Regions from separate parts of the Mus musculus genome. Here regions 1 and 3 are each linked to region 2. The links are chromatin contacts, called in public Hi-C and promoter capture Hi-C maps. All regions are on one chromosome and are shown on one strand. The core of a region is the stretch at or near the end of the contact, and the rest is flanking DNA. Distances in the headings are between cores, read along the strand shown. Region 1 holds the start of Rab29 (RAB29, member RAS oncogene family). Region 2 holds the start of F730311O21Rik (a long non-coding RNA gene). Region 3 has its middle 15 kb from the start of Slc45a3.

Evidence for each region. Promoter capture Hi-C pulls out the DNA fragments that hold promoters and counts their contacts. A called contact is a pair of places that touch in the nucleus more often than the background predicts.
Region 1: a contact with region 2 is called in a promoter capture Hi-C map of pre-B cells, with 2.4 times the contacts expected there. The contact joins the promoter of Rab29 here to the promoter of F730311O21Rik in region 2. A contact is called at or near these places in 3 of 39 promoter capture datasets (liver and pre-B cells) and 1 of 484 Hi-C or Micro-C datasets (B cells).
Region 3: a contact with region 2 is called in a Hi-C map of the G1E-ER4 cell line, with 4 times the contacts expected there. The contact joins the enhancer-like site here to the promoter of F730311O21Rik in region 2. A contact is called at or near these places in 1 of 484 Hi-C or Micro-C datasets (the G1E-ER4 cell line) and 3 of 115 datasets of contacts at active chromatin or transcription factors (extraembryonic endoderm stem cells, large pre-B cells and pancreatic cancer cells).

What each region holds. Positions count from the first base shown.
Region 1 is chr1:131,864,734-131,869,306 of GRCm38.p6, reverse strand. It overlaps Rab29 (RAB29, member RAS oncogene family), which reads right to left and starts at 2,030. Exons shown (of 6, transcript NM_144875.2): 1 at 1,897-2,030; 2 at 1,532-1,788. The coding sequence starts at 1,655.
Region 2 is chr1:132,339,057-132,343,194 of GRCm38.p6, reverse strand. F730311O21Rik (a long non-coding RNA gene) reads right to left here and starts at 1,265. Exons shown (of 4, transcript XR_878527.2): 1 at 1,128-1,265; 2 at 794-884.
Region 3 is chr1:131,945,912-131,950,409 of GRCm38.p6, reverse strand. No RefSeq gene overlaps it. Among named protein-coding and RNA genes, the nearest start is that of Slc45a3, 15 kb to the left of the region's middle. Within about 2 kb of position 2,224, at least 19 of the 459 cell types and tissues checked have an H3K27ac peak or open chromatin away from gene starts, as enhancers often do. A contact at or near this core is called in the G1E-ER4 cell line, where this site is marked.

The DNA.
Region 1 (4,573 bases), core at 781-3,280, 470 kb after region 2:
CTAATCAAACAGTATTATGAGAAAATACAGTGAAAACCTCTGTATCCTCCTTAAGGCTATGGTATATGTCCAGCAGGTACTGGTTAAATGAACAAGATGGCAGAGGTTGAGACATGGATGCTGCTTAAGAGCTGTGCTGAATCCCCCACGGGTCTGCAGATGCTGAAACTCCATGAGGTTGGACTGAACAGCTATTCCAGGGGAACCTCCCAAAGTCGGATAGTAGAGCCTAGCTCCAACTTGAGATCCTCCTGCCTCAACCTCTTGAATGCTAGAATTAAAGGTAGAGACAACCACACTATGCTGGAAAAGCTACTTGTTAAGGAGAAACACAGAATAATTTCAGTTCAGAAACATATTCTTTCTTCTACATCTGTGACAGAAGTGAAAACGAGGGAGAATTTATAATAAACATTGGGAAAAACAAACAAAACTTGCCAGAATCAGTATGTTCATACTGTCGGAAAACAGTCCACTGGTAAAAATTAATTCACAGGACATTTTTAACCCAAAATCCATGAAATAAGGACTTGTATTTAGGAGTGGTGGGCAAAGTAGTCAGGAAACAGTTTTTGAAATATTCTATAAAGTTTTCATTTCAAAGAAAAGAGTTAATAAAAAAACTTTCACATGTAAATCTGTGTTGGTACAAATGTAATTTTATGTGCTGGGCGTGGTGGCGCATGCCTTTAATCCCAGCACTTGGGAGGCAGAGGCAGGCAGATTTCTGAGTTCAAGGCCAGCCTGGTCTACAGAGTGAGTTCCAGGACAGCCAGGGCTATACAGAGAAACCCTGTCTCAAACAAAACAAAATAAAAAAAACAAATGTAATTTTATTCTTTCACATTACTGTAACCTTGTTAACTACCTTCTCCTTGTGGTGGTGGTGGAGGTGTGTGTGTGTCTGTGTGTATCTGTGTCTGTGTCTGTGTGTTTGGGGTAGACAGACCGACAGGTGGACAGTTCAGCAGAGTCCAAAGGCCACACTGGGAAAGAAATGAATTTACTTTTAGTGCTTCTTTCTCTCTTCCTCCCTGCCTTCCCCAGTGCAAGAGAAGACGACAGGCCACTCGAGGGTATTTCACATTCTTTCGTGAATTCCTCACATTTCCCACTCAGTTCACTAATGACACCATAGGGCTCATCAGACCTGACCGGAATCTGTCCTCCAGTCTTCCCCACACCTCTGACTGCTTAGCTCCTGGGCTTTCCTCCTAAGGTAACGGGGTTCTTTCCTCAACACCCGTCGGATGCTGGTAGGAAGCAGGGTAACTGCCCCAGCCTGCACTTGAACCGGGACTCAGCTGACTTTGCTGACTGGAGAAGTTGCTCTGGGCAGCGCATGGCTGCGGGAGGGCTCTGCTCTCTGCGGTGAATAGTCCCCGGCTCAGACCCCTTCACCATCTCTCACCTGTATACTTTGGCCCTATCTTTGTAGGTAGGCTGGGGACCCCTTAGAGGCAACCTCGGTACCCAGAGGCTACCGGCTGCGAGCCTCGACCCCTGCTCCTAGTCACCCGTGACCGCTCACCTCCCACGGTGGACTTGTAGTGCTTGCTGAAGCTGTCCTGGGAGTAGCGCTGGACCAGAGACGTCTTGCCAACGGCGGCGTCCCCCACCACCAGCACTTTAAACAGGTGATCTCGGCTGCCCATGGCTAGTGGTGGGGAGAGGTTTTTTGATAGTTTGTTTTTCCGGGAAGTCGCTTATTTCAACCCCTTTGGCTCCCGGGTTCTCTTCCAATTGAAGTCAGGCATCTCCACCCTCGGTTGGTTGAAGCTTCTCTGACTGGAAAGCAGAAAAGGAAACTTTTGCACTCGGCCTGTGCGCGCTTCCTCCCCGCGCGGCCGCAGCCTGGGTGGGGCGGGTACCAGCTCGACCCTCCGCGATTGGCACCTTCCTTTCAGGGACCTCCGAGTCGCTCGCCAGCATTGAACCGTGGCCAGCACCTTGCTTAGAGAAGTACAGATGACTTAGACCCTTTCTCGGACCGCACACACAAAATTGAGGTTGTGCAGAGTCCTTGTCCGGTCCCCGTCCTGCCACTGGCGGCGCACTTCCCAGTCTTCCGTCAAAAACGTTGTGAGCCCCACTGCTCGGAGAACTACATTTCCCAGTGTGCCTCTTGGTAAAGCGACCAGACCAGTGTGGCGACTTGCCACGTACACTCTTGGGAAATGTAGTTTCCTAGCTATCTTGAGCAAATTTACATAAAAGTTTTAAGGTTTTCAAACTTTAAAGAATTTAGAAATCTATTTAAAAACAATTCTAAAGTTTGGCGTCGAAGCACAGGTTTGCAATCCAGGCCTTGGGGAGATGGAAATAGGAGGATCATAAAACCCTAGTTCATCCATCGTCTTCTGCAACAAGTGTGTTCAAGGACCCCTAACCCCACCACTTCCTCTCCCCAGAGCAAGACAAGAGATTGGAAGCAACTTTGGGTCACCCTGAACTACGTAGACCATGATCTCTCCTGTCTAAATCTTTCCCCCAGATGTTTTCTTAAAATCACATTTTAAAGATTTCTAGACGGCCTTTCTTATTAGCCATATTTTAAAGGTTTTATAACACAAAGATAAATGTCCAAGTTCCAAGTGAAGTCCATTTCCTGTTGTCTTAACTACAGAGTCAAATCTCGAGCCTTGTAAAGACAAGGTCAAATTTTCCATATGACCAATAACAGGCACATTTGGGGACATTTGACCCAAAAGATCAACCTTTTAAAAAAAATCTATGTCAAAAGTTACAACACTTAATAACTAGCTATAGCAATAACAATGCAGAATAAACAAGAGATAGTTCCTCATTGACACTTCCACATTTCTTACACCAGCCACGCATAGCGTTTGAGCACCAGGACATTTCCTTTTGTTGCTGCTATTAATTCTGAATACTCATAAAATGATTGGCAAATATTTTTACTTTTCCTACCTGTAATTTTTCTGTCCTGCCTGTCCTTTAGCTAGAAATTGTGGCTAGTAGAATAAGCTTCACTTTTTTCCCCTTTTGGCTGTTTTGTTGTTGTTTGTTTGTTTGTTTGTTTGTTTTTTGTTTGAGAGAGGATTTTCTGTAGCCTAAGTTGGTGTCAACTTCTGACAGTAGACCATAGAACTTGTGGTTCAATTGTAACAACATCCAGTTTTGTAGTTTTGGAGAGTAAATCCAGGCATGCTAGGCAAGTCCTCTACCATCGGAGCTACATCTCCAGCCCTCCTCCTCCTCCTCTCCCTCCTCCTTCTCCTTCTCTTCTTTCTTTTTTCCTTTCGACAGAGTCTATGTAGCCCAGGCTGGCTTTGAGCTCCAGATCCATTTGCTTCTGTTTCTGCTTCTACTCCCTCCACTGGAATGCATGCACACAGTATGCAGCTTTGTGTGTGTGCTCATGTGCGCAAGCTCGTACACATTTGGGGCTGGTTTCTTCCACTACTCTCTCCCTTCCTCTCTCTTAAAAACTGGAAATTTAAAGTTAGTAAACAAAGTAATACCTTCCATTACAACATTTCCATATAACTCCCCCCCCTCGATGTTCTTTGTTCTAATCACCACGTTTGCCAGTCCTCTCTCCTCCACTCACCTTTAAGGATTGCGTTAGTTGTTACTGCTTTGCCATTGTTCAACACTCTTTGGCATTTATTGCCTTGTGCTTCTGTGCTGCTGTTTCTTCTGGTGATCACTTTTTAAATTTTCTTTTCTGGGATCTCCCTATCCTATCCCTTTAAACATTTCCTAAGGATTGGTCTCTGGGTTAATTATTCTATAGTCTTTAAGTCATGGCTTCAAGTATATCTGTTTTCACTTTATTTGTTCTTTATATATATATTTTTTGTTTTTTGTTTTTGTTTTTGTTTGTTTGTTTGTTTTTCGAGACAGGGTTTCTCTGTGTAGCTCTGGCTGTCCTGGAACTCACTTTGTAGACCAGGCTGGCCTCGAACTCAGAAATCCGCTTGCCTCTGCCTCCTGAGTGCTGGGATTAAAGGCATGCACCACCACGCCCAGCTTTATATTTTTTTAAAGATTTATTTTATGGTTGCTGTCTTCAGACACACCAGAAGAGAGCATCGAACCCAATTACAGATGGTTGTGAGCCAGCATGTGGTTGCTGGGGATTGAACTCAGGACCTCTGGAAGAGCAATCAGTGCTTTTAACTGCTGAGCCATCTCTCCAGCCCACTTTATTTGTTCTTTATTTCCAAATAATTATGTTCAGTATTGAGAAAGGAACCTCCACTTGTGCAGATCCACCGCAGCCTTCCTTTTACACATCACTGCAAAAACTCCTTCCTCATCTCTTCCATCATTAAGGGTGGCAGCCGTTAGCCTCATCTTTCATGTAGAATTCATATTTGGAGCATTATTAATTCTTTGTTGTTGTTGTTGTTGTTGTTTTCGAGACAGGGTTTCTCTGTATAGCCCTGGCTGTCCTAGAACTCACTCTGTAGACCAGGCTGGCCTCGAACTCAGAAATCTGCCTGCCTCTGCCTCCCGAGTGCTGGGATTAAAGACGTGTGCCACCACGCCCGGCTATTAATTCTTTTTATATACATCCATTCACCTCAATCACTCCTTTTAAAAA
Region 2 (4,138 bases), core at 16-2,515:
TCCAAGCCAGCTAATTTGTTTTATTTATTTATTTATTTATTTATTTATTTATTTATTTATTTATTTATTTATTTTTGAGACACAGTTTCTCTGTATAGCCTTGGTTGTCCTGGAACTCAATCTGTAGACCAGGTTGGTCTTGGATTCATAGAGATCTGCTTGCCTCTGCCTCCCAAGGACTGGGATTGAAGGTGAGCTCCACCACACCCAGTTTAGCCAGTTAATTTTACTTTACTCCACAGAGCAAGCAAGCAGTGTGGGGGACAGAGGCAGCAGCTGGAGAGGTACATTGGGGTCAGGTGGTGACCTTTGACTCCTGTGCAGGCTGGCCTAGGCTGTTGGTACAGCACTCTGGTGGCAGAGGTGTGGGGATGGTGGCAAATTCAAGTCCAGCCCAGGCTGTGGCTGTTATCCAGTTGTTAGAGTGTTTACCTATCCAAAGATCTGCACCCAGTAGGGTAGCAGACAGCACCCAGTAGGGTCTAAAGATGGAGTTTCGTGGAGGGGCACTACAGGAATGACATCTGAACTCTCACCAAGGAAGGGAGTCAGTGACCCAAAACAAAGGTCTAGATTTGGTCCTTAGCTCTATAGAAACCTGGCATGATGGGGGAATGCCCGCCTGTGAGGGGGAGCTGGGGAGGATCGAGAATTCAAGGTCATTCTCAGTTACAGAATAAGGTCAAGGTCAAAGCCAGCACAAGCTATAAGCCTATCTACCAAAAAGAAAGAAAAAGAGAAACAAGAAGTCCTTCACCTTATAAAAGTTACAATTTCACAAGGACTTACTTACCTCTCCTCCCCTGGACCTCCAGGCTTTGAAGGGCAGTGTATATTCTGTTTAGTTCAGGACTCCCGGGGTTCAGCACCACACCCAGTATGCACTAAAGGAGGAAGAAAACAAAGCATGCTTGACGACCTGATTTCTAGGGCACACCTGTCTCTCTTACCAGACTGAGAGCCCCAGAGCTCCCTATGGTGACCCTAGAGACTCACATCAGCCCCTGCTCTGCTGAGTATCCTGAGGCCACCTTTCTTTCCCTTTGGGGGGTCATTTCTACCCCCAAATACATATCTTAAGATTTTTCTCCCAAGGCCTGAACTCCTGCTGCCCCGGCTATACTTACTTGCTGAGGCTCACCCAACCCTCCAGATTCACCCCACAGCTCCACACCCTCAGCCACCCCCCTTGGCCCAAAGTGAGGGGGGTGGGGTAGCCAGATGATCTCAGCACCTCCTGCTCTGACATCCTCTCTGGGGACTTCAGGCGTCCCCTGCCTCCACCCAGTGTCACTTCCTCATTTTGGCAGGAACTCCACTGATAATCTCGTTCACTTTCCACCACTTCCTGTGTTTTATGTGAATCCTCCTGAGCTCAGCTACAGAAGATGAGTCTCTTGGCTGTAAAGATAGCCCTAAATGTCTAAAGGCTTCCCACTAGGTCCTGGGAACACTCAGTTTTGTCTTCGTTTGGTTTGGTTTGTTGTTTTGTTTTGTGCTTCAAGACAGGGTTTCTCTGTGTAGCCCTGCCTGTCCTGGAACTTGCTCTGTAGACCAGGCTGGCCTCAAACTCACAGAGATCCACCTGGCTCTGCCTCCTGAGTGCTGGCATCAAAGGTGTGTGCTACCATCTTCCAGTTTGCCACACTCACCTTTTTAAAGCTGTCCAGAATGGGAGATTCTCTCATCCTGTGGGTCAGTAGCCCAAGGCAATAGCCCAAGATCTTCCTATTGTCTAACCTCAATCTTCCTGATGTTAGGATTTCCAGATTGGGAAAACGAAAATACAGGACACTTACTCAGTTTTGAGTTTGAGGGAGACACTGGGTAAAAATTCTAGTTAAACATCTCCCCTTCTATATCAGAACAAAAGTCATTTGGACTTAAAGGTGTAGCTTGGTAGTGTAGCTTGGTGGAAGCGCACATACTTAGCATAGACTTAGGGTCCTGGGGAAACAGCTCAGACAGCAAGACTGCTTGCTTTCCAAGCATGAGGGTTTGCGTTCAAATGCCAAGCACTCACGTAAAGAGCTGGGTGTGCCTTTGTGACCCTATAACACCCGGACTGTGGGAGGCAGATGGAGAATCATTGGGGCTTGCTGGCTGCCGGCCTAACTTCAGGTTCAGTGAGAACCCTGTCTTAAGGGAATAGGGAAGAGAGCAATAGTCAAAACTCCAATCTTCAGGTCTCCACATACTTAAACATGGGCATGGACATCCACCTACCCACATGAATATCCATGCATGTTCTCTCTCTCTCTCTCTCTCTCTCTCTCTCTCTCTCTCTCTCTCTCTCGTGCGTGAATGCGTGTGTGTGTGTGTGTGTGTGTGTGTGTGTGTGTGAGTGTGTGTGTGTGTGTGTGTGTGTGTATGTGTGTGTGTGTGTGTGAGAGAGAGAGAGAGAGAGAGAGAGAGAGAGAGAGAGAGAGTGTATGCACCATGTGAGTGCCTGGTGCCCTTGGAGGCCAGGAAAGGGTGTCAGATTGCCTGGAACTGGAGTTAGAGACAGTTGTGAGCCACCACGTAGGTGCTGGGAACTGAACCTGTGTCTGATGTAAGAACAAGCGCTCTTAATGGCTGCAGCATCTCTCCAGTCCCATACTCAGCATAATCATGTGAATATTCTCTTTCTTTTTTATATATTCTTTTTTTTATAAACAGGCTCTCACTCTGTAGGCCAAGGTAGCCTCAAACTTGTGATCTTGCCTGTTCCTCTCAAATACTAGGAATATAAGCATGTACCATCATGTCAGGCTCCATTTTAAATTTTTTTCTTCTGATTTTTCAAAACAGGGTTTCTCGGAGTAGCTCTAGCTGTACTAGAGCTCGCTCCATAGACCAGGCTGGATTTGAACTTACAGAGCTCCACCTGTTTCTGCCTCCTGAGTTCTGGTATTAAAGGTTTGTGCCATCACCACCCAATGACTTTTTTATATCATAGGGAAAGAAGATTGGGCTGTGTACACTCTGACACTTGGAAAGCAGTAGTAACATAAAACCAGTGACTTACTTGCTGGTCAGTATTTTTTTTTCCTTAAGTTAATCTGAAATGGGGATGGCATGACTTTACACACACAATTTAACATGAGTAAAAAGAGGTCACATTTCTAATGTAGCTATTGAGGACATGAGGAGCCTGAGGCTGGATCTTGCTTAAAGCCACATTGGGGAGGGAGAAACTGATCTATGGAGACAGACTATCTCAAGGGACATGGGACACAGATGGTAAGGTGGCCCAAGTTGGCCCAGCTGAGGCAGAGGAGAGGGGTCTGTAGAGAAGATGTAATGGCTGCCAAGCATCTTTATGAGCCATGACCTTTGATTCTTGCCGAAACACGTAGATGTGAGGGGACTGTAGAAGTGGCTTTAAGGTGTCATAGCATGCCTTGTGGAAGACAGAAGAGGCACTAAAGATAGTCAGGTAAAGAGAACAACTACAATAGCCAAACTATCTGCTCGCTGCCCACCTCAAATGTCTGGCAAGGAAGGAATTAGCCTACTCTACCCACCCATATCTGACCTGGGCATGTCCTCTCATGGCGGTAGCCAAGGGAGAGCAAGGTGACAACGGTTGTGAGGTAGGGTATAGGACTACGAAGCACCACCTGTCACCTGCTAGGCTGTGGAGCCTAGTGTCCAGCTCATTCCTAAGCTGATCTACCCAGTGCTTTATCTACACAGTGGTCCCCTTACAAACAACAGATTTGCACATCTTGCCACATGTTCTGTCCCTGGTTCCCACCCTCAGCATCCCCATCTCTGTATTGTTAGCCATCAGCCTGTAGGTGTTGGTTTATAGCTTCAATTCTATTCTACATAAATTCGTGGAGGGAGGGGACCACTCCTGTGTTTTCTATGGCATCAAGAACAATAGTCTGGTCTCAGCAAACGTTGATGGATTTATTAGGTAATGAGTTGTCTGTTGTTTCACTCTCAGATTCCCTTTTATAAGGGGCTGGGCTGGCTGGTGGAGGAGGCCTTCACTGCTGGCTTAGTGAGTAGCTGTTCTCACTCCTTAGGCTGGCAGAGGTGATGTCTTGCTTACAAAGCACTCTCACCTGCTGCCTCCCTTAATCCTTGCAACAACACGATGGGTGTGAAGGGGACTCAGAAAGTGACTCTGAGTCACTGTGACATG
Region 3 (4,498 bases), core at 975-3,474, 390 kb after region 2:
AACTGCTGAGCTATCTCGTCAGCCCCAACTGTTTCCTTTTATAAGAGTTGTCTTGGTCATGGTGTCTGTTCACAGCAATAGAACACTGACTGCCTAAAACTGATGGTAATAGTGACAGCGTGTCCAGCCAAATCCCTATTGTGGATTTCTACTCTGCTTTGAGACATCACCTGGACCCAAAGAAGTACCTACACCTACATCCACCTAGCAGCTCACAACTAAAGCTAGTCTGTGCCCCTTGTCTGTGTTATAGACCCAGTCCTTTCCTAGTCTGTGCCAACTAGACTGCCTCCGTTTCTATGACTGGGAGGGAGGCAGGTAGAAAATTAACAGCTACTCTGGGGCTATTGGGAGTCCAAAACTGTATATGCTATCTTATTTATCCCTTCTGACCCTTAGTGCTAAGATCTCATCTCCATATTACAGATTAGGAAACAGTGTCTCAGAGAGATTGGTTGCCTCTCTAGAACACAGAGCTAAGAGTGTGAAAGTGAGCTCGTGCAGGGTGTGGGGGGGTGTATTTTGAGTCAGGTTCTCACCTCTATCAGTGTTGCAGCCTGCCTTGGGCCACCTGTACCTTGTCATGCACATCAGACTACCTTTTGTTCTCTTGCAGTTCTAAGCACTTTGTGATAATGATGGCCCCTGTCTTTAGGGCAATCCTTGTTTCAAATGGGGCCTTGACTTTTTTGATCATTGATTTTGTTTTTGTTGTTGTTTTAAGATTTATGTATTATATATATGTGAGTACACTGCTGCTGTCTTCAGACACCCCAGAAGAGGGTATCAGATTCCATTACAGATGGTTGTGAGCCACCATGTGGTTGCTGGGAATTAAACTCAGGATCTCTGGAATAGGACCTCTTAACCACTGAGCCACCTCTCCAGCCCCTGTTTTTATTTTTGGGGAGAGTTTTGTTTGTTTGTTGCAACTATCATGAGCTACTCTCATTTTGCTTTTTCCCTTCCCCTAACTGGGACCAATCTACCGAAGATCAGTGCCTGAGGGTCCACAGTATACCCAGAAGGATGCTGTAACTAGGAAGAAACTCAAGGTTTCTACACCAGTGCTGGTACAGGTGGGCAAATAGCAACCTTATCTGCTCATCACCAAGCTAGTGGGAAACCCCACATGTCCTTGAACAGGTGACTGGCACATTTGTATACTAAGAGACTGGGAATAAAAAGCAATGAATTACTGATACATGTCACCACTTGGTTAGCTCTGCCAAAGATTGCACTGAGAAATCAGCATCTCCAAAATCACATGAAACATTCTGTTTAAAAGATATTTAGTATGAGCACACACATGCCAGTGGCCATGGAGGCCTGAAGAGGGCAGAAGATCCCCAAAAGTTATAGATGATTGTGTGCCACCCAGTCTGGGTGCTAGGATCTAAACCCAGGTCTCCTGGGAAAGCAATCCCTCCATCTCCCAAGTGCTTGGATTATAGGTGTGTGCCACCATGCCTAATTTAGTTAGTGTGAGGGATTGGACCTGTGATTCTGTGCGTCTTAGGCAAAGATTCTATCAAGTGAGCTATGTACCCAGTCCCACAGTAACATTTTTAATTGGGGTGGGGGTGGGGGGGAAGGAAGCTTGTCTAGGGTTTGGTTCAGTGGTTTGTGGCAAGCCCTAAGTTCTGTCCCTAATGATGTTTTAAAATAAATAAATAAATAAATAAATAAATAAATAAATAAATAAATAAATGTTTTTGCTTTTCAAGATGGAGAGACCTGTCCTTATGAGTTTATAGTCTCTAATGTATCCTGGCATCATCTTCCTGGTTCTTTGTCCTGATTTTCCTCAGGGAAGAAACTGCTGACTAGTCAGCAAAGGGCCACGCCATGACTTCATTTCCTCATTTCCCCATCCCTGTCACCCCAAAGGTTGGTATTTTATTTTTCTGGAGAGCTGGAAGGGGTGACTGAGAGAGGGAAGAGCATCCTGGCTCTGCACCCCTACCTCCCAGCTCATCCCTCTCCTCCTCCCTCTCTACAGTGGTCCCCAAGGATCACATCCTGCACTGTGCTATAGGAGTGACCACTCTAGCAAAGCAGCAGCCCAGATGTTTCCTGTCCCCACAGCTGTCCCCTCTGTCTCCTCGCCTATGGCCCCACAGAGACTGTTTTTCTAAAACCACCTGCCAGGGAAGGCACTGACCCAGGAAAGCCTAGTGGCAGAGGATAATCCTGCAGGCCTATCCTGAGAAGGCAGCCAGTGTCACCTGCTCCCCACTGTGTCTGTGCTGGTCAGCTCTGTGCCAGGGGCTGTCCACAGCAGTGGCAGGGGACAACCACACTCCCAGGCAGCAGCTAAAGGATTGAGAGTAAAATCTATCAGGGTCCTCTCCTCCCATGCAATCTCACCCTCTATTCAGCTTCTCTGGAATTGCCATGTCTAGCTCTGCCCTGGGGCAGGTTTGGAAGCTTCTGCTGGCTGAAGGAAGCAGTCCCTGTCCCAGGCTGGACTGGGCTCCCTAGCAAGGATAGAGAAAAGTACAGGCAAGAGAAACAGCTTCTCTTCTTTCCCTTCCCAGCATACTCCTGAGGAGGGGGCATCAGGGACTTGGGTTCCCCAGCTCAGCCCTGGAACTATTTCCTTTCATTACAGAAGCGTGTAATTTGCCCTGGGAACTAGGAGAAGTCTGAGGCGGAAAGGATCCAGCGTCCCAGAGTTTGCCTCTTTTTAGGGTTCAGAAAACAGTGTCTCAAGAGGAAGGCCCCTGAGGCCTCATTTGGGGGATTCTCTGGTCTTCTGTCTCATATCCTTTCTGCTGAGACAAGCTTCACACACCAGATTCTCTACCCTCCCTCAAGGTGGGTTACAGATGCTGAGGTCCTTTCCCCGAGAAGCTAGCCCTCTGAACTCTAAGTCCCTCTTTCTGTATAAGGGTTAGTCATAAAGGAATTTTTATCAAGGTCAAAGACACCCGCCTCCCCTAACACACACACTCCAGCAGAGTCCCACCCCACACGTCACAGAGAGGCCAATGAGAACCCAAACAGCCGTGCCAGGTCCTCCTCGGTCATCATTCTGTCAGGCCATTTTTCCGTATGCCTGTTCCTTCTTCATCAACCCCACATAAAGGTGGAGAGTTTCTCCTGGGTCTTTGGGTCTTCCATCTGAAGGTTCGCACATCACATAAAACTTTGATGAGGCCAGGCGTGGTGGCACATGCCTTTAATCCCAGCACTCGGGAGGCAGAGGCAGGCAGATTTCTGAGTTCGAGGCCAGCCTCGTCTACAAAGTGAGTTCCGGGATAGCCAGGGCTATACAGAGAAACCCTGTCTCGCCACCCCCCCCCCCCAAAAAAAAAAAAAAAAACCACGTTGATGACATAAATCTGTTTTGTTTCATTGACATGCCTTTTGTTTTAACAAAGGGCGAGGACAGGGAACTGAGAGTTGTCTGGATGCAAATATGGGCCAGTCTTAGTAGATGAATGGCCTGGTGAGCTGGGTGAGCTGCAATGGTCAATACGGAAAGCAAAGGGCTTCCTTTGGGCTCCTCTGAGTTGTGTTTGGAACGTGGAGGTCAAACGCTGAGATTCTTCACATCAGCCTGCTCTACTCTTGACCCTCAGAAGGGGCCTCTGGGACAAAAGCATCCAATCAGGAACCAGTTAGGTTGATAGTTCTCAACTCAAGGCAGTTTTGTCTGTTTGTGCATCTGGAGACAGTTTTTGATTATACCATGAGGGAGGGTGTTGTTAGCACCTACTGAGTGAAGGTCACATGTGCTGCTAAAACATCCTTCAGCACAAAGAATTGGCCTCCGGCAGAGTCAAGGTTGGGAGGCCCTGATCTAGATAAACCAGTTCCTCTGAGGTTTCAGTTCTGAATTCCTCTTTCCTCTTCTATTCCAAAAGGAGGAATGAGGCAAGCTAGATTTCTAGCATTTGGGAGGCTGAGGCAGGAGGATTAAGAGTTTGGTATTCTGCAAACTCTACAGGGAGCCAGAGGTACCTAAAATTGTACTGGAGGGATATCTCAAGTGTAGCCCACTCCACGAGACTCAGGCAGACTCAGCCAGGATCCAGCAAAAGAGAAGGAAGAGAGAGGCTTCTCACCGGAGGCATCTGCTCACCCTTCCCCCTCCACTTCAGCATCAGAGAGTGAGGACCAGGTAGGAGCTCATGACAATGTGTTCCTTATCAGACTAGGGGATACTAGTTTTCTGCCACTCCCACCTGCTTACCACTCATGGTCCCTAAACCGGAAGATCTGACCAGTCAAGAGGATCCTGGGAAGTAGGCCTGGCTTGTACCCTTACTAGATTCTAGGACATTCCAACCAAAGCCCTTCTCTGGATCACTCCACATGCATAAAGACATACAGAAGCACCGTGTTTACCAGGTGGTTCTCAGGATCAGAACAAACAGACAGACAGTACCTAAGGCAAGGCATGCAGGGGCCCATGGGGGTGGGGGTGGGGGTGGGTGGGTGTGTGTAGGTAGTGGGGGAGGGAACACTGAGCGGAAGGCTGTGTGAGTCC